2 separate regions of the Rattus norvegicus genome follow, and region 1 is linked to region 2. A link is a contact called in public Hi-C data. All regions are on one chromosome and are shown on one strand. The core of a region is the stretch at or near the end of the contact, and the rest is flanking DNA. Distances in the headings are between cores, read along the strand shown. Region 1 has its middle 180 kb from the start of Lppos. Region 2 has its middle 260 kb from the start of Mir28.

Region 1 (5,385 bases), core at 1,882-4,381, 880 kb before region 2:
ACCGGCAGGTCTAAATTAGAAATTGTACAAAAAGCCCTTGCCTAGTGCCTGGCACAAGGTAAATGCCCAATAAATTATTAGCTAATAAGGGCAGCTATAACATCTGAGAGTGCATTGTAAAACTTAAAAATCCTCTAAGACGTCTATCTTCAATCCTTTTTGGAAAGAATGTGTCGATGTTAGCAGTGCTTATGTAAATGTAAGTGGTTATTATTTATGTAGGAGAACATTACTGAGTATTATTCAGGAAGAGGGAGAGAACAATGTAAGGGAAGAAGGAAATTTATGACAGGCTTCTTGGAGGAAAGGGGAGCACATCACATCATAGCCATCAACACAGAGCAGCCCTGCACACTCGGGCTGTGTAGACTGAAAGCATTAGTGACAGTTGCCTTCCAAAGTAGGAGAGGAGGAAAGGAGGAGAGGAGGAAAGGAGGAGAGGAGGAAAGGAGGGAAGGAAGGGGCTGGGAAAGGGAGGGGGTGAAAAGTCTCATCTACCACCTCTAAAATGAATCCTAAAGCCGTATTTATTAAGCAGAATCTCACTAAACCCTCAACCCCAGTGAGGCAGCTGAGAGCCTGCCTTCAGGAAGAGTGTGGCAATGAAGACCTGACCTAAACACTCAGGCAACTGACTGAAGACAGAGGGAGGCATCCGGATTCTTCAGCAATCCCTTGAGGTCCTTTTTTTATGGAGTTTACTCTCCTTATTACACTGCTTGACTCTTCTGAAAAAGAACACTGGGCGGTTGGCCTCACAAAACAAATTATACACAAAGGGTACTGAAAACTGGAAGTAGAAAATAGGAAAGCAAATGGGAACGCCAAAGACGACCATCGGAGTCTTTATTGGATTGAGCCTCAGAATCAACTTGGCGCTTCCTAGTAGTCAGAGCAAAATAAGAAATCCACCCTTATCCTTTAATGTTTTGTAAATGTCCACAACCTCTTTAACAATATACAAAATCCAGACAAGGTCTTACTTAGGAATCTTGTATTTTCTGCTCAGTGGACACATGTAAAAGGCATGTGATATGTAGGCATGTAGGTGTGTCTGTGGAGTCATGGACAATGCAGGGAGGCACTGGTGAGTGTTAACATTTAAGATCATATATATATATATGATATATATATATGATATATATATGATATATATATATGATATATATATGATATATATATATGATATATATATGATATATATATATGATATATATATGATATATATATGATATATATATGATATATATATATCAGAGAGAGAGAGAGAGAGAGAGAGAGAGAGAGAGAGAGAGAGCGCACCTGTGAAATAAATCACTAAACATGTTGCTGCTGCTGTTTTTTTGTTTTCATGGAGACTGCTTCTTAGGCGATGAATAAAAGAATGCTGTGTCACTTAAGGTTTTAAACTAAATGCACATATATAAGGTAAATGTATACATCTTCTAAAATTTGAACAGTCTTCAAGTCATTTTGCCCAGCTTGCTAATTTTATTTTCAACCATGTTTCTGTCTCCACAGGGCTCTGATGGTCTCAGGACTCTCTCGGGTTTAACTACTGCTGTTCTTAAGCCATTCTCACTTAGGTGAGTGGCAGTGAGAAGAACTAGCCAATCATTTACAAAATCAAGCATGATCACTTGCAAAGGTGCCTGCTTTTGGGAACCACCATGACTCTTGCTTGCCCGGGACTAAGATACGAAAGAAAGGATATCATTAAGATCCTAGGTTGGCTGGGAGCCATGCTGAAGACCAGCTCTATCTATTCTGGCTTATTGTTAATGTCTTTTATACATCTGGAAGGACCAAGTTCGAAATATGCTTTCGAAGTGTTACATTTTGCATTTTAAAAATGGCGTCCAGAACATGCTCAGGAGCTTGGTTAAGGAGGAAGAGTCAGAAAGAAATAGAATGAAAATAAGAAGTAAAAAAGAGAGTGGGGGTGGGCTGGAGAGATGGCTCACTGGTTGAGAGCGCTGGCTGCTCTTCCAGAGGTCCTGGGTTCGATTCCCAACAGCCACATGGTGGCACACAACCATCTGTAATGGGATCTGATGCCCTCTTCTGGTGTGTCTGAAGAGAGCAACAGTGCACTCATATACATTAAATAAATAAATCATTTATTATATATTATATATATCATAACACACACACACACATATATATATAGAGAGAGAGAGAGGAGAAGGAGGAGAAGAAGGAGAAGGAGGAGAAGGAAGAGGAGGAAGAAGAAGAAGAAGAAGAAGAAGAAGAAGAAGAAGAAGAAGAAGAAGAAGAAGAAGAAGAAGAAGAAGAAGAAGAAGAGGAGGAGGAGGAGGAGGAGGAGGAGGAGGAGGAAGAGGAGGAGGAGGAAGAGGAAGAGGAAGAGGAAGAGGAAGAGGAAGAGGAAGAAAGAATGGCAAGCCAGGAAGAAGGACCAGGGGACACAAGTTACTTGTAGCATCAGCCCTTCCTCTGACATGGCCCCTATCAGCCAGTTGATAGGAAGCCCTCCCTGGGCCTAGGCTAGGCTGACAGCCTCCTTGAGTGTGCCAGCCAATGTCGCACACATCTGTTCAGCACATTTGGCTTCGCTCAGTGACCAGCTGCTGGCACTGAATCAGAAAGGGCAGGTGGGAGTTCTGGGCAGGGGCAGGAAGGAGAGAAGGATTATGCACAGTTGTTCCAGACAGAAAATGAGGAGGCGGCCAGTAAGGATGAAGCTGGGAGAGGTCCTACCCGGAGCAGCAGGGCAGGAAGCCCAGAGGAGTGGTAGGCCTTGTATTAATCACCCCCAGTGGCAGGTGAAGCCAAAGTATGTGGAGGGTGCCTACAAGGCTCCATGCCAAGTTCATGCTGTGTTTCCTATGCTTTCTGGGGCTCCTTCTTAGTACTCCCAACCTTGAGTCTTTTAGGAATTTCTGACTAGACAGCACATTGCTACCTATGAGATTAAACATTTTTTTCCCAGCTCTAACGAGGCTTTCGAATTCTTTCAAGGCTCAACAAGATTTCCAAGTTGTTAGCATTCTCCTCGCTGGCTAAAGGAAAAACTGGAAGAATAAACCTGCTCACTAGACAGGGCCCCTGGGGAGAGTAAGGGATACTCCTGAAGCCACCTGCTCAGCCAGTGGTGGAAGCATGAGCAAGCATTGGCTTCTCCACCGCAGCACCATTTGCTCTGCCAACATTTCAGCTGTGGGCCAAGATGGTAAGCTGTGAGTGGTAAATACAGTCACTAGGGAGAGCCATCTTAGAATGAAACTCGGAGTTCAACAGAAGCATGCTGCCTCATGCCTCAGGATGCTTGCCAACTAGGTGGTCCCTCTAAGGCTCTCCCTCTGAGTGGTCACTCTCTAAAGGGAATACTCAAATCACTCCTGCTGTGTTGACAACCTTGGCCTCTGTTTTGGAGAGTTCCTTTCCAATCTGTGCCACAGGAGGCAGTGTTCCACAACTCAGCTATAGCTGGTTAATTCTTCTGTCCTCAGGAATAGCAACTTCTGTTTACTTCCGGTTCATTCTCGGTAGCCAGAGGGTCATGTTTATTTCTGGGACATTTTCAGTAGCTGAAGGATCACCAACATTCAGCCTCAATTTTTATTTGAATTTTTTTTATATTTATTACTTTCAGGTTACATGTGTTTCACCCACATATGTGTCTCTATGCATTCATGTGCATTCATGATGCCCAAAGAGGCCAGAAGAGGGCCATAGAGCCACTGGAACTGGAGTTTCAGACAGTTGTGAGTTACCACGTGGGTGCTGGGAATTGAAATTGGAGCTTTTGGAATCACAAGTGCTCTTAACCTTTGAGCCATCTCTGCTACCCTCAGTCTCAAATTTTAAAACATAATCAATTTCATGAGCTTTAACAATATAGGTTCAGGCTTTGAAGAGCATCAGAGATTCACACCTTTCCCCTGACACTTATTTAAAATGAGGACACTACCCAGCATCCACAGTCTGAGGGAGTGCGGGGAATTAAATCCCCACACGACATAACCTGCACAAATTTTGGTCATGAGTATCACATGATCAGAGGGTTATGGAGAATGACAACAAGGTTTGTCTTCCATAGCCTAGGATGGTGGGTGAGGAAGAGCGTCTGCCATCCCAACTTGATACTACCACCCAAGTCTCCACTGGGTTTTCTTTTTACACAAGAGGAAATTAATCTTGAACTGCTGAAACTCTACATGCAAAACACGGAAAAGCAAAGATTATAAACAGAAGAGACAAAACCTCCTGGGAGGGCATTCAGGTTCTTCCCAGAACTGAGCCTTCTTATCGACCTCCAGCTAAGAGGTAGTCTTCCGCTGACTGTAATGTAATGGCGTTGGAGCTGTCCTTCCTGCTGTCATCATAGACCTCAGTCCCTAGCAGGCACCACTTTCCACATGCCCAGCTCTGCATCTGTTTAACTGCTACTCTACCTCCCCTGCCTCCAACCTTCATGCCTTATGCTATAGACAGCTGTGACCAGCCTCAACAATGTCACGGAATAACGCCAGGCCATAAGACATGCATTGCCAAGCTATACCTGAATTTTCCAATTGGCTTCCTCGATATATTACAGTTTTGACGCACTGCAAATGTAAAGCAGGTATCTAGAGCCATTCCACATAGATGCCTTCCTCAGAAAGGTGACTGCTTCCATAAGAATGTAATTATCAATACAGTGATTGGCTGGCATCTACAGAGAGACCTTAATTTTGTGCCCAGATCTATTCCAGAACTGATGGCCTTTACTTTGTCTTGGGTCAGGAAGAATTTAAGAAGTAGACAGATGTAGCATTCAGTTCGTCCCTCCATGACATCCACTCCAAGCTTTATCTCATCTTGCCCTCATTCCTAACCATTAATTCTCCTTGTCTGAACTGTCTAGGAAGCCAGCCTGGACCAGCAGCCACTCCCCAGCCCAGTGGTAGAATGGGCACAGGCCACAGATTTGAATATCTGCTGCTTTTTACAACTAGATGTTTTATCTCCTGTGGCTGCAATCTCCTCATCTGTAAAACAAGAAGGAAGGTATCCCTTTAGAGAGTCTGAGGATTGACAAGGATATAGAATCTCACCAAGCATTGTCTGGTGAAGTGTTGTGACGTTCCTTTAACATTAATTAGAGCAGTCTGGATACTTGATGCCAGCTAGTGGGTGGCCCGTCACCATGTACTACTGACATTTCCCACATCCAAACACACACACACACACACACACACACACACACACACACACACACACACACCTGCTTAACTTCTCATCCAAGTTCCCCTCCTTTGCTCCTCCTACTGTGCTTTTGTGTATCTGTGTATTCTGACTCTTGACCAGTCTTGGGTTAGGGTCAGTTAGTTACCAGTTCATGGGAACTGGTTCACGACATCGCTTCGCAGTACCCAGTGACTG
Region 2 (4,964 bases), core at 847-3,346:
AGGATGAGTTTCTGTGCTGCAACACTGTAGAAGAAACTTGCCTGGAAGGTTTTGGGAACTCTGGTTCTCTCTTGGATAGTCACCACCAAATCTATCCAACACAAGAATCAGACTTCTCTCACCATCCTCTCTTCTACTCTGAAGTCTCATCCTTTTGTTGTGCTTGTAATCTTCACCCAGAGCTCTTCCTCCCTCACATACCTTTCCAGACATAAACTCCAGACTTCTTGCTGAATTTGCCTTTTCCTTTCCCCACCCACACAAGTCGAGGTCCTTAGGCAATCATGTCATCTGTTTCACCATAGCTTCAGTATATGACCCTGGACCATGTTTGCAGTCTGCTAACCCTTTCTAGTTCCCTTTCTTTCTTCCCGGACCCATGCATCCCTTATAACGCATCCAGAGATGCTTTTCTGAGGGCTGGCTCTGTTTGCAGTACTCTATTTCTCGGGATCCATGGGTAGTTCCTACTGTGGTTCCTTGGCTTGTCATTTGGGGTGAACTCTGAGGGTCCTCACTCACTGTCTCCATTTCGGGATGCACCATCTCTCTGGTGGCTTTTGGCTTGATTGTTCTACCCTCCTGCAACTCTCTTCTCCAATCACTTTCTTCAGAATCTTCAAGATCCTTTTAAAGCCATACTTCATTTATAAAAATGCATTCACTTATCCAATATGTGCAAAATGCTTATCACAGACCACTAAGGATCAGAGCTGGGCCCTATTCATTTTTATGTCACTTCCAAAGAGGCCATCCCTAAGTCCCCAGAATTAAGCTCCTATCTTCCTTCCCTCCTTACCCTTGCCTCATTTTAACTTACACAATCATATTCCTTTTCTTCAAAATGCCCAGCCCAGCCCAGTATTAATACTTATATTTATTTGTTTAAGGTTTGCTACTATAGTAGACTGTTGAAAAATGCCTGTCTTCCCAGCATCTCCTATTCACAGAACTTAAGGAACAACTTAGCGTAAGGAAATGGATATTGAAAGGCCCTGCACTGGGAAATAAAGGCCCTTGGCAGTCCCTGGTGTTAAAATTAATGTTTTTGTCCTCTGTGTTTAGGAAGCCGTCTGCCACAGTAAAGATAGGCGTAAGACACAATTTATGGTAAACTGGCAGCCTTTAGGCTAAGGGGTCTATCTGGGTAAAGATGATATCTTTACTATGTCATTAATTGGTCCAACAATCGATTTAATCACCTGGTATGTACACTAGAGGTAGTGTCAATGCTGACAAATGAGCACTTCAGTCTCTACATCTGCAAGGCTTGGCATAGTCATGAAGGACAGGAGAGACCCTGGAAGAGGGTAGAATTGAATATGCCAGAGTGTGAGTTTGTGTTTCAAGGGAAGCTGGGCTTCATCCTGGCATGTGCTGTGGATAAGTGCCCTAACTAGCTTCTGCTGCTGTCTTCTCTGTAGATCACTGCAGGAACTGAGGTACCCCTCACTGAGCATCTCATAGAAACGGCAGGAACACACATTCAGCTCTCTGCTCTGTTTCCCTGAATGCTCGGACACAAACTCTCCCCCCAGGCTAACAGATTGCTGCCAGTTTTGAGTTGTTTGACCATGTTCTAGTCTGAGCTAATTTTGTATGTAAAATTGCTTAAGAATGAATATGAAATCTTTGACTGAAGCCCAAATATATAAATACCATTGCATTTCCTTCCTCCCCAATTTTGCAATCATCCAAAAAAACTGTTCATGTTGTGTAGTATAATTAGTTATTTATACACCCTCATGTGGTCTATTGTTCAGAATTAAATTGTCTGGTATACAGGATTTCTCTTGCAAGGCTTATTCTGTCGGTTTATTGCTTGTTGGAAGCTGTTTGTAAATATGTCCTTGTGGAACCCCAGGGGATATGTCTGAGCATATCCAGGACTGGGGGGAAAATAGTTCAGTCTATGTAGGCCTCTGTTGTCTGCTACTTTCTCTTTGAAGGCCTAGGCAATTAGAAGGAACACAAAAATAGTCACAGGAAGGTACAAATGGAAATTATCTTGGAGATCTACTTACTAGATTCTAGTGACTCAGACTTGCCCAAGAGGAAGCCAGTCCTCAGGAAGGGGAAGTGAGAAGGCCTCACACACAGCCTCTTGTGGGTGAGAGGCAGCAGAGTCCTCTTCAGCTGCTTCCTCTCTCTACGAATCCACCTAGCACAGAGTGAATGATTGCCCCAGGCATTTCTGAACTTTACATAATGTCCCTGAGAACTACATAGGCCCTGACTACTCTGTCCTGCTCCTCCTGTTTAGCCTTTATTTCCCTTCTGCCTCCTGTCAAATGGGTTGGCCACTAGCCATATTGACAAGTTTCTGTCATGTAAGGATTTATCCTTCTTGCCTGCAGATCGAAGTCAGAGGCAAGATGGTTCCAAACTTTTATGTACAATGAAACTTCTTTTTGAGGTAGGGTCTGGAAGTTCTGCTCCAAAAGGAGACAGTAACCTTTGTGACTCAGCACAGTTTCTCCTGGCCAGTGGAACGGATAGATATGGCTGTTGTGAAGTAGTTTCTATAAATGCCATGAGATTCCTTGGCTGATGGTGCTGTTTAAGCCTTGTTGGTCTTTCATCCATAAATTTTATTGTGTTGAGTTTGTAGCATTAGCTGTGATTTTTTGCCAAGTCTTTTCAAGTGCGTGCGTGTGTGTGTGTGTGTGTGTGTGTGTGTGTGTGTGTGTGTTTGTGCGCACATATGTGTTAGATCCCACAATTCCTAAAACAAAATTGTACTTGCTGACCAGACAGGTCAGTTAGAGATTGGTGGCCAAATGACTAATAAGAATTCAGAAGTTCCCTTTTCACTCATGTGTGGGCATCAGCATACAAGCCTACTGCCAAGGTCCTGCTGAAGTCAGACCTGTTCATATGCTTGAAAATATCATAGGAGGTAGCCAACAATGTAACACTTCCAACACATTATCTCCCTGTGTTTTTATTCATAAAATCCCCAGATTTTTTTTACAGTGACAGATACTAATAAAATGTATTAGATTTTAAATATTTACTACTTTTATGTCTTTATTTTAAATTATTAAATAGTAATCATACAGAAAGGCTATAACAGATGTCATGTATTTATCATCAGGATGAGCAGATGCTCACAGTTTTCCTTATTTGCCTCAGATCTCCATTTTCCTTAAGGAAATCAAGCATATCACGCATAGTCCAAGCCCCCACTTTTTCTCTTCCTCATCTTTTCCTTTGTATCTCCCATCTACACATGAAACAACTCCCCTGAATATGATGACATCATCCCCGTGAATTTTTTTCCAACCTACTGCATTTTCAAGCAACTTCTTCATGGCTCTCATTAGCTTTGGTAATGAGAGGAGAATAAAGGACACATCCATCTATTCTGAAAGCCTAAATGTGTTGTAACCTTTTTGGTTTGCACTAAGCCTGTTTTTTCATGATTTACCTACCCCATGTTAGCCTAGCTGCAGTTCTGGTCTGACTGTGATAGAAGAACATTGGACTCTGCTTCCATGACTCAGCACATCAGCTGCCTACCTTGGGTATTTCCAATGCTAACTTGCATGCTCCCACCCCTGGCTGGGACAGCCTACCAGACTCGGGACTGGATCTGTGAATGGATAGAGTTGTTCTTGTTGGGTCTGAATTCTTTGATTCAGCGCTCCCACACCAAGGGACAGAGTCAAGAGAGAGTCAATCGCCACCTTGCCTGAGCTGGTCTGCTTGGGTTCTCCATGGTTGGAAGCCTTTGAGAGAAAGCACACAGAGACAGCTGAGACTGGAAAGGTGGGAGCAGACACACGTGATGACAATGATTGACAGCATCCAACATCCTTAAGTTACATAATCCAAACAGTGAGAGATAAAAGAGAATCCTACACATTGAAAATTTATTCATCAAAATCACATTCGAAGGTTTATATGGCTCTTACAAGTGGTATGCTAAGTACTTTGTTTATTTCATTTCTCTTTTTGGAGTCCAGGCTGGCCTCGAATTTGGTATGAAGTAAAAGGTGGCCTCAAATTCCTAATCCTCCTGCCTCTACCTCCCAAATGCTGAGACCAAAGACCTGCCCAACCATGCCTTGCTTTTTTATTTAAAAAAAAAATATATATATATATAATCTTATATCTTGTAGATGAGAAGCAGGCACACAGAAGCAGTGTGCTGTAAGGAAGATTATGGAGATCAGAGGGGCTAGTTTCTCATACCTCCAGGGCCTTCGTGAAGTAACTACTCCACAACGGTGGCTGCTGCTGTTACGGAAGACCTGTGCTCCTGCTAACTATAAGAAGCATACAGACAGTAGAACTGTGTATAAGTCTGGGCCTGCAAAAACTCCCCTTTTTACAGCAAAACGAGCTCCCCTTCAAAGTGGCATGCTATATGGAAAGAGAAGTAGCCTGGAGTTCAGGGTCTCAGGTCCTCTTCTTAATCTCTTCTTAACCTCCCCCTTCCTTCTTCTTTCTTCTTCTATCAAAGAAATACAGAATCCAGAAACAAGTTTATTAAAACATGGAGGGATGGAGGGTCACGAAAATGATTTTATTTCTGCTTCAAGTTCCACATTCTATTTTTTTCCATCATGCTTTCTGGCTTGGCTTTGCTGATTTGACAGGGTAGACATACACACAGAGGAGTGTGAATGAGAGGTTTTGAATGGCTTTACAATACCCACCCCTTTAAAGTCAGTTTTAAAATCTGTCCAGGGCTACAATTTTCTGGACCACTTCAATTGTCCTTTAAACCTTGGGATCTGGGAAGTTCTCATTTCCTTGAGTCACCGTGGTATGCCCAGGAGTACATACATGAGGGGAGACCCCCATGTCCACAGTTTATGGAGCTGTGAAGGGTGCCACCTGACAGTGCACATCAACCTTGAATATTAAGGTGCTGTGGAGGAGTCAGCAACCCAGGGTAGGCCTCCCATATCAGCTCTGGTCAGAGAAGCCCTCCTTTACTCCACATTCATCATAGG

What was found. A called contact is a pair of places that touch in the nucleus more often than the background predicts.
Region 1: a Hi-C map of psoas muscle shows a contact between it and region 2, with 2.4 times the contacts expected there. The contact joins two enhancer-like sites. A contact is called at or near these places in 3 of 12 Hi-C or Micro-C datasets (the Rat2 cell line, kidney and psoas muscle).

What each region holds. Positions count from the first base shown.
Region 1 is chr11:90,103,282-90,108,666 of GRCr8, reverse strand. No RefSeq gene overlaps it. Among named protein-coding and RNA genes, the nearest start is that of Lppos, 180 kb to the right of the region's middle. Within about 2 kb of position 3,131, at least 4 of the 93 cell types and tissues checked have an H3K27ac peak or open chromatin away from gene starts, as enhancers often do.
Region 2 is chr11:89,220,688-89,225,651 of GRCr8, reverse strand. No RefSeq gene overlaps it. Among named protein-coding and RNA genes, the nearest start is that of Mir28, 260 kb to the left of the region's middle. Within about 2 kb of position 2,096, at least 22 of the 93 cell types and tissues checked have an H3K27ac peak or open chromatin away from gene starts, as enhancers often do.